Regions from separate parts of the Gossypium hirsutum genome. Here region 1 is linked to region 2. A link is a contact called in public Hi-C data. All regions are on one chromosome and are shown on one strand. The core of a region is the stretch at or near the end of the contact, and the rest is flanking DNA. Distances in the headings are between cores, read along the strand shown. Region 1 holds the start of LOC107901923 (thiamine thiazole synthase 2, chloroplastic). Region 2 holds the start of LOC107899861 (DExH-box ATP-dependent RNA helicase DExH9).

Region 1 (6,733 bases), core at 1,636-4,135, 220 kb before region 2:
TCTAGTCTCCACAGTCCACATTCATTTCAGTCTCACAATCTATGCATTCAAGACATAGATTGTTTACAGACAAGTTGACAACAAGGGGTAGCTGTCGACATGAAATTGAGACTTGAGACAAGATACGGCTTGAGATGTAGCGGTTGTTGATATCCGTTAAACGCTCGGCCCGCTGATTGATTCAGCTTAAAATGCAGAAAGGCTCAAAAGTCTGAAAACCCACCAATTGAATATCAACTTTACCACCCTTTTGCCAAAAACTTCTACCTATATTCAGTGGTTGGGTCTTCCCTTTTTGTTTTTTCCTATGAATTTTCCATTGGCTTTGTTAGCAAATTAACAACCGCGTCTTGAGTTGACTTCTGCATCAAAATGTCAGTCATAATATCACTCCGATTACCATTTTTAATTATTTTCCATCTTTGTCAATACATTGGATTTCAAGTTTCAACTTATTTTACCCGTAATCTCTAATTAAGAAATTATATAGTGGAGTAGATTATTTTCGCTTGAAAGTTCTTCCCTGAAACTGCTTAGTAATATCTCCCTGTCAGTGTTTCTAACTCAGTAATATTTAAGGTTTGCTTGTAGGGTCTCAAAGCTGCAGTAGAGCCATTAAGACAAGATATGGAACATTCAACTAATTTCAGACAAAACCTTCATTTGCTTTTGCTTTGTTATTTTCTGTTCGGTCGTAATGATCTTGCTCTTGCTGATCCTCCCTATTCGGTTTGTTCAAACAATACCTATAATAATTCATTGAATACTTCATTTCAAACTAGTCTGCAAAATCTCCTCGGTTCACTGGCCTCAAAAGCTTCAGTCTCCAGATACTACAATATCTCTTATGGAAATGAAACCGATAAAGTTTACGGCCAGTTCATGTGCCTCGACTATGTTTCATACGACGATTGCCATGGCTGCATCTTAGGGGCAACACAGGCTATAATGAATCTTTGTCCCAACAAAACAGAAGCAGTCGTTTGGGAGGAAGTTTGTCAATTGCGTTACTCAAATGTTAGCTTCCTCGGTCAATTGAATGTCAAAGACAACATCGGCAAAGATAACGTAATTAATATCTCAGAACCAGTAAAATTTCAAGCTCTTGTGGAGAACAAGCTGCGAAATCTTACCAAACAGGCAGCCTTTAACTCTTCGGCAAATAAGTATGCTACTGGTGATGAACCGTATACGATAGATGACACTTTGTATGCTCTGGTGCAGTGTACCTTAGACTTATCCCCTGATGAATGTAACAAATGCCTTGAAGCTGCCATAAAAGATGTTGCATCCCAGTGCTATGGTTCTCGTGGAGCAAGGTTACTTAGTCGCAGTTGCTATCTTAGGTATGAGTTATATGCCTTTTATGAAGGTGCCAATGAAACCTCTGCTTCCCCGAAAACTCAACCCACAACAAGAAGTGGTGGAAGTGGAAGGAAAATATGGGTGATTATAGTTCTTACAATTGGATCAGCATTTTTGGTGGTAGTGCTAATGGCTTCCTTCGTATACTGTGGTGCAATGAAGAAAGGAACTCGAAAAGGTAAATATAACAATAAGATTAAGAAGTATTCTTACAAATCTTCGTGTGCCTTTTAGAGGCTAAATTTGATCCTTTTTGTTTTGATGTTCCAGGGAAGGACGAAATCCTGAGAAATCATGTTCAACTACACAATAGTGGGGACTCTGAGAACCCAGATTTCCAGGATTTTGAAGGCTTAGATGAGTTAAAAGCAAATGATTCTTATATTGATTTGGTAACCATACACTCAGCTACTAATAACTTCTCTGATTCAAACATGCTGGGACAAGGTGGTTTTGGACCTGTTTACAAGGTAATACAAATTTCTATAAGATAATTGAGATACCCAAATCAACAATTCTGCTATATATTGAAAGAAAATGGTTTTTTCTCATTAGGGGGTACTTCCTGATGGAAAGCAAGTGGCTGTCAAACGGCTTTCAAGGTTCTCTGAGCAAGGTGCCTTGGAGTTCACAAATGAAGTCCTACTGATATTGAAACTTCAACATAAAAACCTTGTCAGGCTTCTGGGCTTCTGTGTGGATCAGCAAGAACAGTTGCTTGTTTATGAATTTATGCCCAACAGCAGCCTTGATGTTGTCCTCTTTGGTATTGTTCTTGAACTCTTTATTTGTTTTGAGCTCTTTAAGTAACTGGAAATTACTCGAAGTGTTTGCTTGATACTTGTCTCTTGCATTAGATCCAAAGAAACGTGCACAACTCAATTGGAGCAAACGTTTAAACATTATTAATGGAATTGCAAGGGGAATTCTTTATCTACACGAGGATTCACGACTTAGGATCATACATAGGGACCTGAAGGCTAGTAACGTGTTGCTAGATTTTGACATGAACCCGAAAATCTCAGATTTTGGAATGGCAAGAATCTTTGCTGGAGCGGACAGTGAAGCTAATACAGCACGTATAGTCGGAACATAGTAAGGCACCGCTCTTCTAGTTTCAGTTCATTTCCTCAAAATTTAACTATTGTTCAAAGCACATAGTGTGATCTGCTAAATAATTCTTTCTCAAGCATACTAAAATCTAGTTCTTCTTTGCATTAGTGGATATATGGCTCCGGAGTACGCCATGGAGGGATTGTATTCAATCAAGTCCGATGTTTTCAGCTTTGGAGTACTCTTGCTTGAGATAATTACAGGCAGAAGGAATGCAGGGTTCAATCAAAAGAAACATGCCCAAACCCTTGTTGCATATGTAACTTTTTAATCCACAGCTTGAATTACTTGCTTTTCAATTTACTAGACACTGTTAATGACATTGAATCATGATGCAGGCATGGCATCTATGGAAAGAAGGGAATGCTCTGGAATTGATGGATCCATTACTAACTGATGGATTGATGGACGAATTTTTAAGATTCATTCATATCGGACTGTTGTGTGTCCAAGAAGATGCATTTGACAGGCCTACCATGTCATCTGTTGTGGTAATGTTAAAAGGTGAAACTGTGACACTAAGCCAACCACAACAACCTGCCTTCTCCATGGGAAGATTTACTGAGCACCATCAAACATTCACTAGAAGTTGCTCCACCAATGGTTTATCAATTTCAAGTGTTGCACCTAGATGATTGACCCCGAAACTCCAGTGATGCCAGAGATTCAATCTTTTCTTTACCTGAAGGTTTCTACATGTGATGATAACTTCATTTCACATAAATTTAGTACATACTAGTGTTATCTTCTTTAAGATATTTTGTATGTCATAATAAGTTTGTGACCGTGAATCACAATTGTTTCTAAATTCCAACTAACAAAGGCTGCCCTTGCAGTAGCCAAAGATACTATTGGGCTACTAATATCCAAGTAGATAGCAAAAACCAAGCCATCAATTATGAACCATTCAAATTCAATCATCATCAATCCTTCCCCTTTTCAGATATTTTTATACGAGATATTTTCATCAAGCTTTGACACAACATTCAGATATTTTTCAACTCTCTCCATTTTAGAAAAAAGCTTAAATACCCAAAGTTTGGATTCATCACTCTCAACTAGATCCCTTTCATCTACCACACAAACTTAGCTGAAAGATCAATGGCAGCCATGGCAACAGCTCTCACCTCACTGTCTTCAAGCCCCAAACCATCTTTCCTAGACCACAACAAGTCATCCTTCAGCGGCACTCCAATTCCTTCTCGCTTCACTCCCATCAAGTCCTCCTCACACAACTCAAACATTTCCATGTCCTTAACCCCTCCTTATGACTTACAATCCTTTGAATTCCAACCCATCAAAGAATCCTATGTTTCTCGTGAAATGACACGCCGTTACATGATGGACATGATTACCTATGCTGACACTGATGTTATCATCGTCGGCGCCGGTTCCGCTGGCCTCTCTTGTGCTTACGAGATTAGCAAAAACCCCAACATCCGTGTTGCCATAATCGAACAATCTGTTAGCCCTGGTGGAGGTGCATGGCTTGGTGGCCAACTATTTTCAGCCATGGTTGTTCGCAAACCAGCTCACAGGTTCCTCGACGAGCTCGGCATCCAATATGACGAACAAGAAGACTACGTTGTCATCAAGCATGCAGCTTTGTTCACATCAACAATCATGAGCAAGCTTTTAGCAAGGCCTAACGTGAAGTTGTTCAATGCTGTGGCTGCTGAGGATCTGATAGTCAAAGGAAACAGGGTTGCCGGTGTGGTAACGAACTGGGCTTTGGTGTCAATGAACCACGACACACAATCCTGCATGGACCCGAACGTGATGGAGTCTAAGGTTGTGGTCAGTTCTTGTGGACATGATGGACCTTTTGGAGCCACTGGGGTCAAGAGATTGAAGAGCATTGGGATGATTGACAGCGTCCCTGGAATGAAGGCACTGGATATGAACACGGCAGAGGATGCAATCGTTAGGCTTACAAGGGAAATTGTGCCTGGCATGATTGTAACAGGAATGGAAGTTGCAGAGATTGATGGTGCCCCAAGAATGGTAACTATTAACACTCCCTTTTTACTTTTTAATTGTGATTTGAGTTATTGATGTGTTATAATGATGAAATTGTGGATTTGGTTTTTTCAGGGTCCAACATTTGGAGCAATGATGATATCAGGGCAGAAAGCAGCACACTTAGCCTTGAAGGCATTGGGGCAGCCCAACGCCGTAGATGGGACCTTCAGCGAAGCTGAAAGGGTACAGCCTGAGTTTGTTCTAGCTGCTGCTGAAACAGAGGAGACTGTGGATGCTTGAAAAAATATTTGATAATTTTCTGGAAATGGAATAAATAAAGAAACATGTGGATGAAATTAGATCTTTTTGGAATGAATTGATGGATTGAATGTGAACAAAAGGTGAGCTTTGGATTTGATTAATGTCCATATAATGTTGGAAAATGAAGAAAATAATATCTAGATTGAGATTTTATTGGGCTGCAACTAGTTTGATTCATTTTTAAGCTCACCCATCTTTTTTTTTTTAATTAAAACCCATTCAACTTCAACAAATATAGTTAAGAACAAAAGAATGTAATTCCGCTGGTAATCGAAAACGAATATGAGCTCATACACTCTAAGCTTAAATGATTAAGTTTGTCTGTTAATGTATCACCTTAATAGGCTACGTAATGAAAAATAGGACAGTCGAATAAAAAGATAAAAATCTGAGCCTCATTTAACAATTGGCCCAATAAAGGTAAGTCCATACTATGAATGAATTAAGTTTAGAGACTACCAAAATACAATTACTCTCCAAAATTGTGCATAACATAACCCAACAATTACGGCATGGGCCTCCGCCTATGTTGGGTCAATAACCCCTCCAAGTTGTCGCCTAAAACCTTTATAGACCAACCCATCTCCATCTTACAATACTGCACAAAGCCCCACACGGACTCACGCCTCAGAAAAAGAAGCATCCACGTTTAGCTTCAAAGCCAAGCCTTAAGGAGGTCTCCATGGAACAACTTGTGGCACTTTCGGAATCAAGGGCCTATGAATGAGATTATGGACCTTGAACTCGCTTTGGAGCTTGTGCGCATATCACAAAGCAACATGTGCTAGAGTTTGTTTTCTTTTCAAGACCCCATCATTGCTCACATTCCATAGGGGCCAAATCAGGGACAATATGCTTGTTAATGCCTCCTTATCAAGCAACCTCATCGTATGTTCAAGCCAGTTAATACAGCTCATTACATCAACAAACAATAAAGAATTACCAATCCTAACTAGAATATAAGTATCACGAGATACCTGACAATTTCGTAAGGCATGAAGGATGGTCTATTTCCTACATCTAGCATTGTTAGACGTAGGAGTAGTGGCTATCTTGGCCACTGTTAGAACTATCTCAAGGCCTATGCACCATGCAAATAGTTTGACTTTTGGCAGGGTATTAAGCTTCCAAATAACTCTCTACTAGAAGCCACGTGGATCAAAGCTCATAGGCTTCATAAGTAACCAATAATAACATGTAACACCTCTTACTCATCCCGATGATTAGTATATGAGATATTACTAAGACAAATGCAAGACACTTATAACTTATAATCTCAAGACATCATTTTTAACTCAATTAAATAAATTCAATAAATCAAGATTAATATATTTGGAGGCTTTGAAAACATTTTAAAATCATTTAAAAACAATTCACAAGTTCCCGGAGGTGTTTGGAACCAAAAGGAGCTCTCGGAGGTTTAAAATGACAAAAATACAAAAGTTTTTAGTGTAGTGGAGTAAATCTCAAGACTTGGCTCAAAAGTATTGAGACTTAGCTCATAAGTATTGAGACTTTGCCCTTTTTACTGTGGCTTTTTAGCTACAGGCTTGCAAGTATCGATACTTGGCCCAAAGGTAATGAAACTAGGGACCCTTGGAGTAAAACTAAGCCAACTAACTTGTTAGTCTCGAGACTTAAGTGGCATGTCTTGAGGCATGAAGTATTGGATCAAAATTTCAAGTTTAAAGCACCTAGAAATCACCTTAAAAGATTAAATAAGGTGGTCTAATTCAATCTAATCTTTAAAAAATATTCTGCCAAGTGATATGATCTTTATTGATGGGTTAGATATCATCCATATAATTAGCACAACCAATAAATATTGTTTCATAAATTGCTAACATCTTAAATATGAAAATTGCTTAAAACAGCTCCTGTGGTAAATGAGTGGGCACTCCCTTGGCACTCAATTACTAGTTCCATATTTTCCAACAGATATCATATGATGATGTTTGGGGATGATTTAAGA
Region 2 (7,414 bases), core at 4,716-7,215:
ATTTAATGTATTTCATGTATATACCGGTAATAGTTCATATCAAACTTATATGATTTCATAATAGAACTGTGCCCGTTGAACCATTTAAAATATCATTAGATACATGGTAGTACACCCGAGGTGTACTGAATTATAATACGTCAATTCATATTCATATATGCTCATATGAGCTATAAACAGTAAGCTCTTTCGTGCTGAATAACAGGAAGCTCATGCGAGCAGAGTATCTAGAAGCTCATGCGAGCTGAGTATTGGGAAGCTCATAAGAGCTATGGTGTGTCCGCAACACATGCAAGACCCCAACAAAACCGGTAACCCTAATGACATGTCATTTGTATCCTAAGAATTTCATAAGGTTCAAATGGGACTCGATAATCGTCGAACATACAACCGATATTTATTCATGGGAATTGTAAAAATCACAAACGATAATTCAATTTAACACATACTAATGTACAATTTAATTATACGAACTCACCTCGATGAGTTTATATAGATATGAAGGTAACTAATCCGATATTTTTCCTCTGCCTCGATCTAACTCTGTACTAGGTCTAACCGAATCTATACAAATGAATTTAACTCAATTCAATATAATTAATATTCAATTTAGTCCAACAACACATTTTTGGCAAAATTACTATTTTTCCCTTATACTTTTATTTATTACAATTTAGTCCCTAGGCTCGAAAAATGACTTTCATGTGATTTAATCCTTATTCAAACCTAGTCAATTTTATACATATCAATAACAACCCATATAATTCACAATTTCACAATTTTACCATAAATTTATCATCTTTTTCTATTTAATCCCTAATTAATAATTTCATCAAAATTCACTTTACAAAAGTTGTTTATCTAACAACAACCTTTCATTTTCTATCATAAAACTTCAAAATTCAAGCATACTCATCAATCAAAAAGTCCTAATAATTTAACAATTTTGCAAATTAATACCCGATTTAGCTAGATTAAGCTATTATGATCTTGGAAACATAGAAATCATTAAAAACAAGACAATGATACATAACTAATTGAGCAAAATAAGCTTGCTAATATCTCAAGCTTCCATGGCTAGGTTTTCTTCTCTTTTTTTTATTTGGTGGTAGATGATGATAATAGATTTTTTATTTTATTTAATATCACTTTAATTAATAATTTCCAAAATTAACCTTAATGTTTCATGAAATTTCTAATGATGACTATTCATGCTTAACCACTAAGCATTTTAATGGTCTATTTACCATATAAGGACCTCCAATTTAAAATTCTATAGCTATTTAATACCTTTAGCTATTAGAACTCAACTATTACATTTAATGGAATTTAGTCCTTTTCATGAAATTAGTTATGTAAACGATAAAATTTCTTAATAAAATTTTTATACGGTATTTCTATCACACCATAGACCAAATAATAATAAAAATAAAATTTTTTGACTTTGGATTTGTGGTCCCAAAATCACTGTTTCGATTTCACTAAAAATGGGTTGTTGCACAGTTAGATAATTTCGTTGAATTAGTGTGTAATTTTAGTATAAGGACTAAATCAAATAAGTGATAAAAGTAGGAATTAATACCAAATTATAAAGTGGATTTAGGTTAAAGGACTTAATAAGTAAATAAGCCATTATTTATATAGGTATGTGATAGTGTACGGTTATAGTAATATTATAAGTATTATATGTTAAGTTATTATAATACTTAAATTATAATTATGTTATAAAAGAATATATAATGTTAATAATAATGTTAGATATTAATGAGTGGAGAGAAGAAAGCCAAGCATATTTTCTTTTAATGTTCTTCTTTTCGAAATAAAAGGAAAGGGGGAGAAGTCACACACGGCCAAGAGCTAATGTTGCATGTCTAATTTGATTAGTAGATTTTAGTTATTTTTACATTAAATTTATGTTTTTGAAGTCTTAATCTCATGAGTTAATGTGCCTATGTTCAAATTTTTAGATTTAGTGAAGTTTGTAAATATTGTCATTGTAGGGAAATTAAGTTCTTAGTGTTATTTTGTTGGATATTAAGTTTGGTAATTAAATAGATATTTTTGTTAAATGATTCTTGATGATTTTAAAGTTTAGGGCCTTAATTATGGAAATGGTAAATTCAAGGGTTAAATTGTGAATTACTTGAAAGTATGAGTTTTTTTTGGATCTTGTGGAATATTTAGTTGAAATGGGATTTTCTTGGTTTTAATTAAAAAATATGATTTATAATTGAGGATTTAATTGTATTGAGGATAAATGTTGAGTGCAAATAAGTAAAAATATAATTAAATTGTAGAATGTTTTGAATTTGAACTTGTTATGGTGTTTGAATTAGTTAATAAATTAATTTATTATGTTTTGATCATGAAACGAGTAGATCGATTGTAACTTAGGGAAAAGAGAAGGTTGAGGAATAATCATCTTCAGTTTTAGGTAAGTTCGTAGTCCTCGAACTCGAACTTTATAAATTATTTTAATTAACTTAGTTACTACTTGATGTCTTATTATATCCTTAAAGTATTTGTTAATCCAATTGAATGGAGGTTTATGGAATGTGACATTATGGAATAAATTAATGTGTGATTAGTAGATAATTGGAGTGGAAGTGTTATTAAATTATGAAATGTGCTATTAAGTAAAATTATGGACTTGCAAATGAGTAATTGACATCATCGATTCGTTTGACTAGCGCTGGGCGCAACTTTCATCAGTTTATCTGACTAGTGTTGGGCACACATTTGTCGATTTATCCGACTAGCGCTAGGTGCAAATATCGTTGGTTTATCCAACTAGAGCTGGGATCACTAATTATTTCATTGATTTATCCGACTAGCATTGGGTGCAAATATTGTTGGTTTATCCAACCAAAGTTAGGCTCACTAATTATTTCGTCGGTTTATCTGACTAGTGCTGGGCGCAACTTCCGTCAGTTTATCTGACTAGTACTAGGCACACATTTATTGTTTATTTTACTAGCGCTGGGCGCAAACTCTTTCGCGGATTTATCCACCAGGCACCGGGTGCCGTGTACCAACTGGACTATACAACAATGTGTTATGAATCATCTAAGAAGGATGGTTATAGGTATTACTAAAGAAGATTATATTTACTTATGTATATACATTTATTCATTAGAAGAGATGATATATTATTGAGTTAGATTGTTAAAGTTGTGAAATAAATTCAAATGCTTTAGATATACTTGTGGTTATTCAAATAAGTGAAGTTGCTTAATGTGGATTGGTTTGTGCCATAATATAATTAAATTGTTGATTGATCTATACAAAGTTATTCATATAGTAAGTGATGTGAATTGAGATGTATGTTCAAACCAACTAAAGATGAATACTTGTGAAAATTGAGTATAGCATAAAATAATGTGATGAAATGCATGAAATTGAAATGGTTATATATTTTAATTGTATGTTTAGATAGTAGTATGATGATATAATTCAATTTGAGCATTCATGTATTGTATCATGTCTTAAAGTATTCGGATTATAAAAATATCACTGAGTTTTACTCAATGTGCGATTTTGTTTTCCATGCACAGGTTAGGTACTTTCTTTTGATCGCCGACTCAGCATCTAACAATAATCCCAATCTCAAGTGTGGTGATATTTAATTTTGTAATGGGATGTACCTAGGATTCTTTGGTTGTTAGTTGTTTTGTGAATGTGATGTAAATATAGTTATAAGTATATGTTTATGTTTGAAGCTAAATGTTGGTATGCGTTTTGACCAAAGGCTTGATATGTGTATGGAACTTAAAGCTTGATGTCTTAAGTAGCTTTCTGTTAGGCTAAATTGAGTGATTTTGGCATACTTTAAACTTTGATTTGGATGATACATTGTTGATGTGTTTTGATGATATAAAATGTGGTACCAATGAAGGTACATTGGTTAGGCACTTAGGATGATTGTTTTGGCATGTTTTGAGTATGTTTAATTGTATTTTGAATAGGTTAAATGATTGATATTTGAATTACTTAAGGCCCAAGTAAGCTTGAAATGGTAAACTTGTTGTTTAAGGTATATTTTAGGTCCACACAACTAGAGACACGGGCGTGTGACTCGACCGTGTGAGACACACAACTTGGCAACACGACCGTGTGTCACCTGTTGAATGTTTAAGGTGCAAGTCAGTTAGTTACATGGCCTAGCACACAGCCTGGCACATGGGGGTGTGGGGCTATTTCGAGAGTTAAACAACCTGACACATGAGTATGTGACACGACCGTGTGACCCTACTTAGTGAGTTGCACGGGTGAAGACACGGGTTGGGACACGACCGTATGTCCCTAGTTCAAAGGTTACACGGCCTAAGACATGGACGTGTGTGTGAACCCTGTTTTCGATTTTGTGAATTTTTCTTAAGCTTTCCAAATGATTTCAAATTGGTTTCGATTTGTTTCTAAAGTATTTTTAGGGCATCAAAGGCTCGATTTAGGGACGATATGTGTATGTAGGAATGGTTTAAGTTATGTTTATGATTTTTGAATGAAATTAATTATAAATGTTCTAATTGTATGATAATGCTCATAACCCTAATTTGTGACGGAAAGAGGTTAAGGGTGTTACAATTTATGAAAATGAGGTTCTAAAACTGTGTTTTTCAACACCAGTAAAAGTTGAATTATTTTATATACCTTTACCCAGCTTGGGCATTGGTAATAAAGAAGTGATCAGAAGCCCCCCGTATATAGATACCCCAAGGCACAACATAGAAAATGGTACTCTTTTTTTCATTCTAAAACCCTTAACATAATATGCCCTCATCCCCCTTTTTATTCTTCTACTTTCCAGCTCTCCATCTTGTAAAGGTGAATCAACCTCCTCACCACCCCTACCTTCTCCACCCTTGTTGATATTTTGTATCAACACAATTTAAGAAATAGATAGACTCCATTGTTTCTCTCTCTTGTAAAACCCTAACTCTCTATTTTTTTAATCTTTTCTATTCTCTTCAGAACCTTTTTTGCTATCTTTTACGATTATATTATTCTTCTAGTATACTAAAAAAACTAATCTTTACATAGTAATGTTACAAAAATTAATGTGTAATTTTTTTAATATGATTAGATTTTTTAGGGTAAACTACATCGCAAGTCACCCTAAAACAACGTCTTTATTATTTTGGTCGCTCTAATTTTTCTTATCAATTTAGTCACTCTAATTAAGATAATTGCTCGAATTGGTCACTGTCGTTAAAAATTCTTTTAATCCACTAATGAATTGCTAATGTTGCATTTGTTTTTATTTTTGACTAAAATTAGGGACTTTTCAATAATTAGTCCAAAATAATATTTTTTTTGGGTTTATTTGCTTCCGTCCTCAATGCCTAACTTTCTATAGAGGAGAGCTTTACAACTTTTGGGGAAGATTTTGATAATCTTTTGGAGTTCTATATGAATCTAAATCGATTACCACCATCATCATTATCGAAATTCGAAAAGGAAAAAGTGAAAGAAGGTTATAATCTTTGACGAAAATGATTGTTATCGGAATTGAAAATTGGTAAAAAAGGGAGAAACTTGAAGAAGAAGAACTTAAAAGGTGATAGAAAGCTATAAATTTAAACTAAATCGACCTTCGTTGTCACCAAAACTCGAAAAAGAGCTTGTTAAACCATAAGAAGAAGAGCCTAATAAGGTAACAAAAAGGTATAAACTTAAACAAAAACAACCATTGTCTTTATGGGAACCCGAAAAGGAGCTTGAAAAGGTGATAGAAAGCTATCATCTTCTATCGAATAATCTATCAAGAGTTCACAATGCTCGGATTAATGAAGTAGAGAAATAAGTGTTGAATTTTAGTTGTTTTTTCAAAAAGGTTCATAGAGAGTTTCCTAACTTTAGTCAAAAATAAAAAAAAATACCACCTTAACAATAAGGTAATTAAAAAAAAATTATACAACAACCCTATTGCCATATAATATAAGCTATTGTTTGTTAAGTTGGGATGTTTAAAATGTAAAACATAGCTCGGATGTGTTTTACGATTGCCTAAATTAGTGTGTAATTTAAAAGACTTACTCGCTCGGTCTGTTCTTTCTCTTTTTATTCGTGTTTTGAGTTTGTTTGGCTTTCCCCTAAGTTGCCGCCGCTGCCGCAGGATAGAATCTTCTCTTTCCCTCTCTTCCTAAGAAGTCCTGAAGAAGATAAGTAAATGGGATCCTTGAAGAGGAAGTCAGGTGAGGCGATATCCTCTGAGTCTCCTCCGCCGCCGCAGAAGAAGAAACATCACGGTGAAGACGTCTCACCGTTGGCCGAGGAAGCCGTCGGATGTGTCCATGATGTTTCATATCCTGAAGGTTATGTTCCTTCTGCTTCCTCTTTACAATTTCTAGCTGACTCTAAACCTGCCAAGGAGTTTCCTTTCACGCTTGACCCCTTTCAGTCTGAAGCTATCAACTGCCTCAATCGTGGCGAATCTGTCCTTGTAAGACATTCTTTTGTTCTTCTTGTTCTTTTCTTTCCCAACAAAGAAAGTAGAGAAACTGAAATGCTAGTTTCAATACAGGTATCGGCACATACATCAGCAGGCAAAACTGTAGTAGCTTTATATGCAATTGCTATGTCTTTGCGGAATAATCAGCGTGTTATATATACTTCACCTATTAAGGCTCTCAGCAATCAGAAGTATAGGGAGTTTAAAGAGGAGTTTTCCGATGTCGGTTTGATGACTGGAGATGTTACAATTGACCCTAATGCTTCTTGTTTGGTTGGTACTTTACTTGCTTTCCGTCTCATATTACGTTTTCTCCTTTAGTATTTGATTCTTTTATATGTTCCCAACTGTTTGATTTTCAGGTGATGACCACGGAAATCTGGCGAAGTATGCAGTATAAAGGGTCCGAGATTGTTCGTGAGGTGGCATGGGTTGTTTTTGATGAAGTGCATTACATGCGTGATCGCGAGAGAGGTGTTGTCTGGGAAGAGAGTATTGTTATGGCACCGAAGAACTCTCGATTTGTATTTCTTTCAGCAACTGTACCTAATGCGAAGGAGTTTGCTGATTGGGTGGCCAAGGTGGTTAATGTTTGCTTTAATTTATTCACCAACTTTCAACTTGAATATAATTAATCAATGCTCTTTAGCCAGCTTATCTGTTTTGAATAGCAGCCAACTTATTTTCATTTCTCTTAGTAGGGTATATTTGTAACATGTAAAAGCTTGGTGTTTTGTTTATCTTTTTCCCTCCATAAATCGAAAGTAGGAAAGTTTTCTTTGGGGAACTATGAGGAGAACAGTAAAAAATAAACTACATAAAACAACCCAGCACAAATCTGAAATTCTTGAGTTTAAATCTTATTATTATAACATGATTTAAAAAAAAATTATTATAGTTAACATGATTGATGTTAGTTGCCTGTGACATATTTAGTCTTTCCATTGGTCAACCTTGATTCTA

Evidence for each region. Hi-C and Micro-C count contacts between places; a contact is called where the count stands out from the background.
Region 1: a Hi-C map of leaf shows a contact between it and region 2, with 2.2 times the contacts expected there. The contact joins the promoter of LOC107901923 here to the promoter of LOC107899861 in region 2. A contact is called at or near these places in 2 of 34 Hi-C or Micro-C datasets (both in leaf).

What each region holds. Positions count from the first base shown.
Region 1 is chrD06:55,775,307-55,782,039 of Gossypium_hirsutum_v2.1, reverse strand. LOC107901923 (thiamine thiazole synthase 2, chloroplastic) reads left to right here and starts at 2,885. Exons shown (of 2, transcript XM_016828102.2): 1 at 2,885-4,482; 2 at 4,573-4,914. The coding sequence starts at 3,580. The coding sequence ends at 4,740. LOC107901922 (cysteine-rich receptor-like protein kinase 10) reads left to right here and starts at 542. Exons shown (of 6, transcript XM_016828100.2): 1 at 542-1,543; 2 at 1,636-1,835; 3 at 1,921-2,131; 4 at 2,223-2,460; 5 at 2,587-2,737; 6 at 2,817-3,296. The coding sequence starts at 628. The coding sequence ends at 3,113.
Region 2 is chrD06:55,561,231-55,568,644 of Gossypium_hirsutum_v2.1, reverse strand. It overlaps LOC107899861 (DExH-box ATP-dependent RNA helicase DExH9), which reads left to right and starts at 5,965. Exons shown (of 14, transcript XM_016825604.2): 1 at 5,965-6,442; 2 at 6,524-6,724; 3 at 6,814-7,032. The coding sequence starts at 6,170.